Linked DNA regions of Danio rerio: region 1 is linked to region 2. The links are chromatin contacts, called in public Hi-C maps. All regions are on one chromosome and are shown on one strand. The core of a region is the stretch at or near the end of the contact, and the rest is flanking DNA. Distances in the headings are between cores, read along the strand shown.

Region 1 (5,660 bases), core at 895-3,394, 140 kb before region 2:
GCTACAAATATGTTAATTAGAAAAAAAAATATTTAAATATGTTTCGCTGCCTTTAGCTAAGGTTGCTAAAGTTACTTAAATGATAAAACTAAAATACCTTTTATTACTAAGGGGACAAATAAAAGTCAAAAATGTACTTAAAAATATTTTCCATTTTCACTTTGTTAAATGAAAATATTTTTCATTCATTTTATAAGTATTTTCTATTTACCATTATATATTTTATATAAAATTAATAGAAAATAGACATCTTAAAACTAAAAGTAATACATTTTACAAAAAATACATAAATAAATTGAAAAAATATAAAGTAAATTTTTAATAAAATAAAAACTAATTCAAAATGTTTCATTTCAGCTAGTTACCATGAACACATTTTCTATTTTAACTAAATAAACTAAAATAAAAAGTATAAACATATTTAGATCTAAAAACAAAAATGCTTAACATTAAAATAAAATGTTAAAGATAGAAAAAACAAACATAAATCTAAAATAAAACTAATTCAAAATGACAAATGTTTTTTTGCTAGTTGCCATGGAAACATTTCTCAGTGTGTGTGTGTGTGTGTGTCTGTGTATATCGCACGCTCGTTAATGCAAATTTTTAATTAGCCAATTACATGACAGCAACTCAATGGCCAGACTGGTTCCAGCTGATAGAAAGGCAACAGTAACTCAAATAACCACTCGTTACAACTGTGGTATGCAAAAGAACATCTCTAAATGCACGACACGTCCAACCTTGAAGCGGATGGGCTACAGCAGCAGTAGACCACACTGTGTGCCACTCCTGTCAGCTAAGAACAGAAAACAGAGGCTGTAATTCGCACAGGCTCACCAAAATTGGACAATAGAAGATTGGAAAAACATTGCCTGGTCTGATGAGTCTCGATGTCTGCTGCAACTTTTGAAGGGTCAGAATATGTTGTCAACAACATGAAAATATGGATCCATCCTGCCTTGTATTAACGAATCAGACTGGTGGTGGTGGTGTAATGGTGTGGGAGATAATTTCTTGGCACACTTTGGGCCCATTAGTACCAAGTACCAGTTGTGTCAACGCCACAGTCTACCCGAGTATTGTTGCTGACCATGTCCATCCCTTTATGACCACAGTGTACACATCTTCCAATGGCTACTTCCAGCAGGATAATGCGCCATGTCATACAGCGCTAAAAATCTTAGACTGGTTTCTTGAACGTGACGATGAGTTCCCTGTACTCAAATGGCCTCCACAGTCACCAGATCTCAATCCAAGAGCACCTTTTGGATGTGGTGGAAAAAGCCTCTAAACACCATTGTTAAGATTTATTTAATGTCAGGTTTAATGTTATTGATTATTGCATTTACTTGACGGATATCATTCTTTAATTTTCCTTCTGCTTTTTCATTGGTTTTCCACAGCGGAATGAATCGCCACTTACTTGATAGATTTATACATTTTTTTAAATTTAGGTGGTTTGTGTAATGTGTTTTATGTTTGGTAAAATAATTTCTAATGGCATCTTTAGTGATTTTCAACTGATTACACAGTCTTGTCCCGATAGGTGGATTTAGAGGTTTTTGCAAAAAAAGCAGATGTGGATTTAGCTGGTTTTGACGCAAAAGAAAATGTACTTTGTTAAAAACTAAAGAATTGTCTACAGTGACATTTATGAAAATTATAAAAAAAGTTATTTTATTTACAAGCTAATAACCTTTTCATTATCTATGAAATGAAACATCTGAACCTAATTATATGAGCCTGATAGAAAATGCTTATTCACAAGAAAAGAGGTCTGATGGATTTAGAGGGCTTTGCATCTGATCTCTTCATATATATATATATATATATATATATATATATATATATATATATATATATATATATATATATATATATATATATATATATATGTATATATATTAAAGCAAAGATGAAATTAACTCTAATTCAAATTACTGTGCGAAGCAAAGCGTTTTTGTTTATATGCTTATAAATAAGTGCAAGTACTTTCCAGTGTGCTTGCCATGCCCACACTTTCCATACACACATATAAATGCCGCTAGTGTTTGTTTTACCTGACCACGCTGTGTGTGCAGACGATGAACTCAGGTTTGGAGTTCCACTGGTGGTACGTGATGTAATAGTGCGTCTGCAGCCAGATCCACTGCTGTCCTTTAGTCAGGAACCGATAGTAACAAGACTTTCCTTTCCCACACTGCATCACTGCAATACACACAAACGCATGCACACAAACACACAAGATCAGCACTCTCTACAAAAGGCTTGAGAGCTTCTTACAAGGTCTTTCATCTTTCCTGGCGGGGCCATTTTCAGCTCCTCTGTGATTCGCACAAACAGGAGAAAATTTCCAAGACAGTACATTGACCTAGTTTGAGAACGAAGAGAGAGCGAGAGCAGCAGAGATAACACTCACATTGTTTATGACATTGAGCAATCAGCTCCAGGTCGTCCACATGGTAGTAATCATAACCCGAGGTCCCCAAAACCTCAAACGGCAGGTACCCAATGATAGGAGAGGCCCTGTAAACACACACACACACACACAGTTATTACATACTCTCTGTACGCATTAAAAACATGCACAAAACGGTAGGGCAACTGTGGAATTTCTGATTTGAAAAAAAAAATCTGCAGATTGTTATGGAACAATTTTGAGAGTAGAGGGGCTGAGAAATAAACACCCAAAATAAATATAAATTATTAAAAGTTTACAATCCAAATCAAATTTGAAACGCTTTGATTGGTAAACAATGCAACAGTAGGTTTCTCATATAACACATCCAATTGTATCACACATAAATCATCTAAACATTTGCATATTCAACAATATTTCAAAAACTAATATAAAAATCTAATAAATATGCATGTATGTATGTACAGACAGCAAGACAGGGGCGTAATAGAAGGGGTGTAACTTGTAGTGGAGGTGTAACTTAAAGATATGGAGACATACATGTCTCAAGACTATATTGTCGGCAAGATGGCGCTGTACCCATCAGTTATTAACATCTACACCTACTCCACACCTAAACCCAACCATCACAGTTATTAACGTCTATACCTACCACAGACCTAAACCCAATCATCAAAGTTATTAACATCTATACTTACCACAACCCTAAACCCAATCATCAGTTATTAATGTCTATACCAACCACAACCCAAAACCCAATGATCACAGTTATTAACATCTATACTGTACCAACCCCAACCCTAAACCCAACCATCACAGTTATTAACGTCTATACCTACCCCAACCCTATGAGTTTCATGGTGGAGTTGCTAAATTCTAAAATATAATAATATATCAAATGAATTGGTTGTAGATAAGTTTGGAGAAATCTCATGAAAACATTTGCTAAAAATGTTCTCTGCTAAGTATTTCCACTATCTTGCCAACAACATCACGTTGTGACATCTCGTTTGGTTAAATGGGATCTCGATAACTGCAAGTTATGCCTCTAACTTGCAACAAGTTTTGCCCCTTCATGTTACGCCCCTCTCTTGCAGTCTGCAGACAGATACACTTGGAGTATCCGGAGAGTTTTCTTTTGATTTCTGAAAATCAGTAAGCCCCACCCACCCCTCAAAGGCAAATGAGCCAATGGCAGTTGAATATCAGTTGCATAGGAACCGGAACTCAGACAATAATCATTGAAAGATTTTGGTTTGATTTTGTTTTTGAAACAAAAATAGCTTTACCATGTGCCTCGAATACTTGTAACATTGATTTCATGTATCAGGAGAGGATAGGTAATAGATTTTTTTTTAAATGTCACCTAAATATTTAGAGGCTTTAGGTGTGTCAAAGAAACACTGCTATTAACTCTGCTAATGTCACCTAAAGTCATGTAGTAACCAGCTCTGCCTCGGGTTAGTTAAAAAAAAAGCCCTATTGTTAGCTTTCTCCTGGTAACAATAGCTAACGCAAAGCAAAACTAGCAAAGGGAGTTAAATGCCAATTGATTTCTATTCACAGTGTCGTTCATGAACAGTGTTGATGCTGTAATGTCATCTGTGATCGTGATGGCGTGATGTGTTTTTTCTAGTTTGAATCTCTCGCTTCCAAATTCCTCAGTGTACAGTTAAAGTAAGAATTATTAGCCCACATCTGATTTTTTTTCCTTTTTAAAATATTTCCCAAATTATATTTAACAGGGCAAGGAAATTTTCACAGTATGTCTGAGAATATTTTTTCTTCTGGAAAAAGTTTTATTTGTTTTATTTCGGCTAGACTAAAGGCAGTTTACATTTTTTTAAAAACCATTTCAGGGACAAAATTATTAGTCCCTTAAAGCCATATTTTTTTTCCGACTGTCTACAGAAAACTGTCTACAAACTAAGGTAATACAATGACTCACCTAATTACCCTAACCTGCCTAGTTAACCTAACTAACCTAGTTAAGCCTATAAATAACACTTAAGGTGGTATAGAAAAACAGTCTATTCTAGTAATACAGGATAGTTTAAAATTTTATTCCAGCTCTTCCAAGCTAAATAATGTTTTTTTTTTTTTTTGGATGGTGACTTTTATTTTGAAGTTTACAAAAGTACATAAATCTAACATCAAACTAACTCATGAAGTTAATATATGTCTTACGAAGTGGATCGATGAGTGTTTGTAACAGAAATACTTTAAGACAGTGGTCTCAATTCCAGGAGGGCCGCAGCTCTGCATAGTTTAACTTTAACCACCTCCAACTCACAGCTTGTTAATAGTCTCTAATAGTTTTGAACACCTTGATTAGTTGGATCAGTTGTGTTTGATTAGGGTTGGAACAAGACCGTGCAGAGCTGTGGCTCTCCAGGAATTGAGTTTGAGACCTATGCTTTAAAATTATAAACACCACTTCTGGCGATGTGTGATTACTGATTTGCACAACGTATGCTTGATTCATTCGTATCGGAAGCTCTGGAAATACGTGAACCACTTACCACACAGTTTGTTTACAACAGAAGATGACAACAAACAGGAAAAATAGTTAGCTTAGTGTTACTGTATAATATTACCCAGTATATTACTCTTACAATGCCACATGCATGTCTCAATTGTGTGTCATGCATCATCCGTCCTAAAATGTTTTTGTTACAAATGTTTTTGTTAACCTGTCGGCGGTGTCTGGGTTAGTTAAATGATTAATTCACACAGTTTTGCAAGCTTCAAAATAAAAATCACTATCCAACACCATTATACAGCATATAAGAGAAGGATAATATTTAAAACTACTTCGAATGTGAACACCTGACAAAAAAAGAAAAAGAAAAAATCATATACACAGAGAATGGCGTGAGGGTGATTTTTGGGTGAAGTATTGCTTTAAGCTTGTTATTCACCATATTTATTTTCAAATCTTTTATATATTACTCCAAGCAATATTTAATACATTAATGCTCCTTGATGAGAGCTGGTCCTTCTGTGTCAAAAATATATCAAAACATTTTGGGACAAGGTGACAGCTGTCATTGCAAGACAATTAGCAATGTTTATTTGTCAGAGTTAGCAACAGTTACTAAGGGGGTGGGGCTTACAGATTAGCCAATTGGCCCAAATTGCAAAGTGAAAAATGTTACATGTCTTTTACACCCGTTCAAACAGCTGTGCTCTTCCTCCTGAGGCTGAAGGAATGAACCATGGGGGCTCAGATTAGCCT
Region 2 (5,903 bases), core at 1,523-4,022:
CGGTCTCTCTCTGTCTGTGTTGTTTACAGTCTGGTCTGGTTTGGCTGTAATCATTCGTTTGTTTTGGAGGAAGCATGGATTTTGAGGAGATTTTCTAAAAGGTGGGATCTTATGCTTTCAAAACTATTTTTCTCTGAAAAATCCCAAACCCTAACTTCAAAAGGACAATTCTCACAAAAAACATTCTTAGGCTACCCAAGAGTAAAGTCGTTTTCTAACAGAAATCTTTGGCGATTCATAAAATCTGCTGAAAGAAAAAAGGAACACATATTTAATAGCCTGAGAGTGGTAAATTAACAGAACCTTTAAACTGAAGTGTCCCTTTAACGTCACTATAAAATCAAAACTGACAAATTTGATAGGAAACTGCATGACTCATGCAATGATCTACTCGTATACATTTTTAAAATCACGTGCCTTGTGTAACAAAATAACTTCTGACAACCTGTTACCTAAATCAGGTGAGTGGGCTTGACAAACCACTTGTGGAAACACACTCTCGCTCTCTCACTCATAAAAAAAAAAAACTCTTTTGCACTCTTACTGTACGTTCACATGAAGATGGCGAGAGCAACAAAGTTTGCTCTCTTTGCTGCAAGTTTGCAGATTGGAAAAGTCAAGGTTTTAAAACCGCCAACGTTTTCTGTTATATATATATATATATATATATATATATATATATATATATATATATATATATATATATATATATATATATATTATACAGGTTTTTCACAACTATTTTATTTAGTTTTTTAGGACAACAGTATCTCCAGCAGAAAAGGAACTTCTTCATCAAAAGCTACTAGGCCAAAATATTTTAAAAATTTCCTAAAATAAAATATATCGTATTCAGTGGAAAAAAAGTCTTTGTATTATACCCAGACATTTAAAAAGAACATATTTTAGAGCAGTAATCACAAAACCAGGAAACCATGATTTTTTATTCAAGGTTATCAAACGGTCAGAATTCTTATACTGGCCCATGCCTGCTGTCATTATAGTTGGAGTGAGATTCCTGCTTTTTTTAAGAAAAAAAAAATACACACTACAAGTCAAAAGATTGGGGTCCGCATGATTTTGAAATGTTTTAAAATAAGCTTCTCCTGCTCACCAAGGCTGCATTTATTTTATCAAAAATACAGTAAAATTTGTAAAATTGTGAAATGTTGTTGCTCTATAAAATAACGTTCAAAACTATTCATGATTTATTTGTGATTTAAAGAGGAATTTTCAGCTTCATCACTCCAATCTTCAGTCAAATGATCCTTCAGAAATCACTTTAATATTAATTTTATTATTATTTATTTGTATTATTAATGTTATTAATGATAATAGTAATAAAAGTGATAATGATTGGAGTAATCATTTAATTTTAAAACTACATACAATAAATAATAAATGAATATTTATATACACACACACACACACACACACACACACACACAGTATATATAAAACAATATATCGCTCCCTTATACAGAAATCTGAAATGGCAATATATGAACATAAATAAAATAATTTCTAATTCATTTGACTGTGAAAGTAGCAGATAAATCTTGCTCCGGAGCAGGCTAGCAGCAATGAACAAACTGCTGTAGTAACCTAATTTGGCCTGTTTTCATGCAACTGATTGAGGGCCAAATTTAACCAGGATAGCTTGAAAATCAAAGCTTCATCCCCTCAACTATTGCTTTTGTGCAATACTAACTGTTCAATGTGCAATAATGTTTTAAGATACCAAAGCAACAATGACTGATTAAAGAAAAAACTGCCTTTACAGTAGCTAAAACCTGGTGCAAACTAAACTGAACATGAACCAGCTACAATAGCTAGCTAGCTGATTGAGCTTCACTTTTTTTTTCTTTTTTTTTTTTGTATAGATAGGCTAATTTACTTATCAAGCTAATTTGATAACAGATTGTAGCAATGACATTAGATCACCTAAATATAATGTGCCTGTTTTTGAAACTGGTTGAGTTTGTCTTGAGAGTTGGCAGCAGAGGAAATGTCATTCCACTCGAATGTGCCTCACTAACACCATCACAACCTCCTGACAAATTTAATATACTGACTTGCAATGCAGCACGGCACAGATATTTAGCAATGGGCTGTGATGTGGACAGTATAAATATACAGTACTGAGCACAATGGAGCCAATAATAATGAGATCATCAGAGTTGTTATAAATATTTAAATAACGTTAGGTAAATACATGGCTGATCTGCCTTTAAAGCGAAATACCTTCAAAGAGAAGGGACTTTGATGTAAAATACAGTCCGATGGGTAGAGTTATCATCAGAATAGTGAAAAACAGTAGAGTCTTGAGCACAGAGACAAGAGACCCGTCATTCCTGAATGAAGAAAGAGGAAGAAAGAGGACATGGAGAGATTAGTCTAAGTACGACTGGAAATCTGAATATTAAACGAAATCAAGTGTACTATCATGTACACTTCATGTTAAATATGTGTAAAGGTGTCTAGTTGATTTGAATCCGCTAAATTTCATGTGTTTATTGATTGTGATTTTGATACGAGGTCACGTGCAGTTTGAGCAGAATTAACTTATGTGAAATAGGCATACGATGCAGGTTATCTTACCCTCTGAAATCAGGCATGGCTCCGGGCACTGAGCCCACCTCTTTCTTGTCGTAATTTTGCATTTTGTGTTTTTTTTCATCGACCAAAATAAGAAAACCGTTGGAACTCAATCCCTTGTTATTCAGTGCTGCGACATCTTGAATTATTCGCGCTTCCGGGTCTTTGTCACATGATCTGTATGGTCATGACAGCAGTAGTGTCTGTCAGTGTTTGCGCATGTCCGCTAGAGGGCGCCGCTCGAGCAGTGCAGGCGGCGAACTGATTAAAGACTCTCAGAACCTTATAATGTTCTGGATCTCATACACGACTGGATATTGTCTTCATATGAACAGTTTGATATTCAGTTCATATCACCTTTCACAGTAAGTATTAGCATACTATTTTATTATTGTACATTTAAACAGAGAGAGAGAGAGAGATAGAGAGAGCACCACGAAGTAGCCTAAAGTATGTCCTACTTAAAAAGATACAAACGTGCACTGGATTGTGGGTGATTTTCAAACATTTACAGTAACTTACTGCATATCAGACATTTGCAGTATAATACTGTATTCAAAGTAATCTGCTGCTGTAGTTGAAGACAAAGAAAACATGCTCATTTTATTCAATAGTTAGCACTAAAACTGTTTTTGTACTGCTAGTGTTAAATGTAAGCACATTACAGTAAAAGTTCAGTACAAGTTGTCATACTTTAAAATGTAAATGTGGTAAAGGACAGATAGATTATAGGTCTAGTAAGTACCTGTAGATGATGACAACGATATGGTGGCTCAGTGGTTAGCACTGTCGTCTCACAGCAAGAGAGTTGCTGGTTCGAGTCCCGACTGGACCAGTTGGCATTTTTGTGTGGTGTTTGCTCCCCGTTTTCATGTGGGTTTCCTCTGTGTGCTCCAGTTTCCCCCACAATCCAAAGAGATGCGCTGTAGGTGAACTGCATAAGCTAAATTGGCCATATCGAGTGTGTGTGTGTGAATGTGAGAGTGCATGGGTATTTCCCAGTGCTGGGTTGCAGCTGATAGGGTATCTGCTATGTAAAACATATGCTGGATATATTGGTGGGTAATTCTGCTGTGGCGACCCCTGATGAGTACAGGGACTAAGCCAAAGGAGAATAATTGAATGAATGAAGTATGTAGATGATGACCTCATTTCCTTCTGTAATTTCTAGAAATATGAGATTTTTGTCTCTCTTCCCTCTTAATTAACAGAAAGCCTGGGATGGTTGTCAAATATTTTACTACATTTTATTTGAAGATATATTGGACTTTATTTTTGTAGGACACAATTATTTTAATTGAAGACATTTTTGATCTTAGAGCCAACATGAAAAAACACATCTTGAGAAAAAAGGACTGAATTTGGGTGACTAGGTTTTTAATTGGATTGTCCACTTAAAACTAATTCTGTTGTGTTATTTCTTTTTCTTTCTTTTCTATTTTTTTTCCAATTTTCTAAAGCAAAATAAATACGAACACAAACATATTTTATTGTATGAAATATATCAAACTTTTTTATCATCAATCTAAAAAAGAAAATCTATTTTAAAAGCAAAGTTTTGTCATTACTGGAAGGGCATCCGCTGTGTAAAACATATGCGGGAATAGTTGGCGGTTCATTCCGCAGTGGCGACCTCTGATAAGTAAGGACTAAGCCGAAGGAAAATGAATGAATGAATGAAAAGCAAATATGTCTCAATAGGTTTTATTATTTTGAACTGAGACTAAAGTAAAAAAAATACAGTAATAATTTAATTAATAGAAATAAATAAACTGGAACAGTGGAAAATCTCTTTGTACATTTTGCTTTATATATATATATATATATATATATATATATATATATATATATATATATATATATATATATATATATATATATATATATATATATATATATATATGACATTTCCCAAATAAAATTGAATTATATTTTCCATCTTCTGTAAAACATTTCCAACAATCACATTATAACATGCAAACACTTGTTTTTTTTTTTTGCAATAAAAAAAGCAAATAACTTATCACGTTTCCATTTCATGACATCACAGTGAAAACACATTTTTTCCTTTGCCTATAATCTGCATAAAATAAAAGCAATTACATTTTCCCACTGACGGAAAGGCCACCAAAGGTAAAGTCCAGAAGAGAATCAATTATAAGTTGAATCATTTTTTTAAGAAGGCCAATTAACTTAATTTTGAAGAAATACAACAAATGAGTTTGAATGTTCTTTGTGAAATATATTTCATCCAAAATATGAACTTAATTAGCATTACAGGCACTACATTTTGCTGTCTTTAACACCATTGACTGAAATCTGTACAACATTTATATTTGTTTTTAATCATGTCCATTCAAGTAAGTGAAATAGTAGGCTTATATCTTAAAATAATACAACTCATATGTATCTTTAACCACCTATCCAAACGCAGTTTGTCAAAATATTGCAAGCTTTACTGCTTTTTAAGTCATTCTCTATATGATTTAACAGCTTCCTCATTCTTATTCAGAAAGAAAAATGTATTCAGAAATACATAAACTGTCCAATCCATGTCATTGGAGTGTTGACAGTATGGCTGTACTCAGGCGGCAGTTTTAGTGTTTTGGGGGCCCTAAGCAATTCCAGCCATGCATGGGGCCCAAAAGTTCTAAAATACACCTTTTGTACTTTAATTAATTAATACTCAATCACTCCAAAGCATCTTGTGAAACATTTTAAACTAAAAATTATATATAAAGTATTTAAAACTAAATATTTTCCTAATTTGACTGCTGGACTACTCCATTATTGAGTGGGAGACACATTTGCACAGATGTAATAAAAATTTTTTTTAGTCCCTCATCATAAAAAGAATGATAGAAAAGGATGTTATATATTATTTATAGGTATAATTTATACTTCTAGGTATTTATTTGTGGGCCCTTAGATTTCCTGGGGCCCTAAGCAGCCGCTTATCTTCCTCATTGGTTAAATCCGCCCCTGGCTGTAGTTACAGGTAACTGACCAAATCTTGACGTAAATGGAAACCTTCTATACCAGGGGTGTCCAAACTTGGTCCTGGAGGGCCGGTGTCCTGCATAGTTGAGCTCCAGCTTCCTTCAGCACACCTCCCTGGAATTTACTAGTATACCTAGCTTGATTAGTTGGTTCAGGTGTGTTTAAATGGGGTTACAACTAAAATATGCAGGACACCGGTCCTCCAGGACACAGTTTGGACACCCCTGTTCAATACAGTTGAAGTCAGAACTATTAGCCCTTCTGAATAATTGTCCCCCCGTATATTTTCCTCCAATTTCTGTTCA

What was found. A called contact is a pair of places that touch in the nucleus more often than the background predicts.
Region 1: a Hi-C map of an unstated tissue shows a contact between it and region 2, with 2.4 times the contacts expected there. The contact joins the enhancer-like site here to the promoter of vma21 in region 2. A contact is called at or near these places in 1 of 18 Hi-C or Micro-C datasets (an unstated tissue) and 1 of 4 datasets of contacts at active chromatin or transcription factors (caudal fin).

The regions. Positions count from the first base shown.
Region 1 is chr5:23,515,580-23,521,239 of GRCz12tu, reverse strand. npas2 (neuronal PAS domain protein 2) reads right to left here. Exons shown (of 21, transcript NM_178299.1): 10 at 2,423-2,529; 11 at 2,064-2,211. Among named protein-coding and RNA genes, the nearest start is that of radx, 22 kb to the left of the region's middle. Within about 2 kb of position 2,144, at least 5 of the 62 cell types and tissues checked have an H3K27ac peak or open chromatin away from gene starts, as enhancers often do.
Region 2 is chr5:23,375,491-23,381,393 of GRCz12tu, reverse strand. It overlaps vma21 (vacuolar ATPase assembly factor VMA21), which reads right to left and starts at 2,772. Exons shown (of 3, transcript NM_001202424.1): 1 at 2,602-2,772; 2 at 2,245-2,354. The coding sequence starts at 2,663.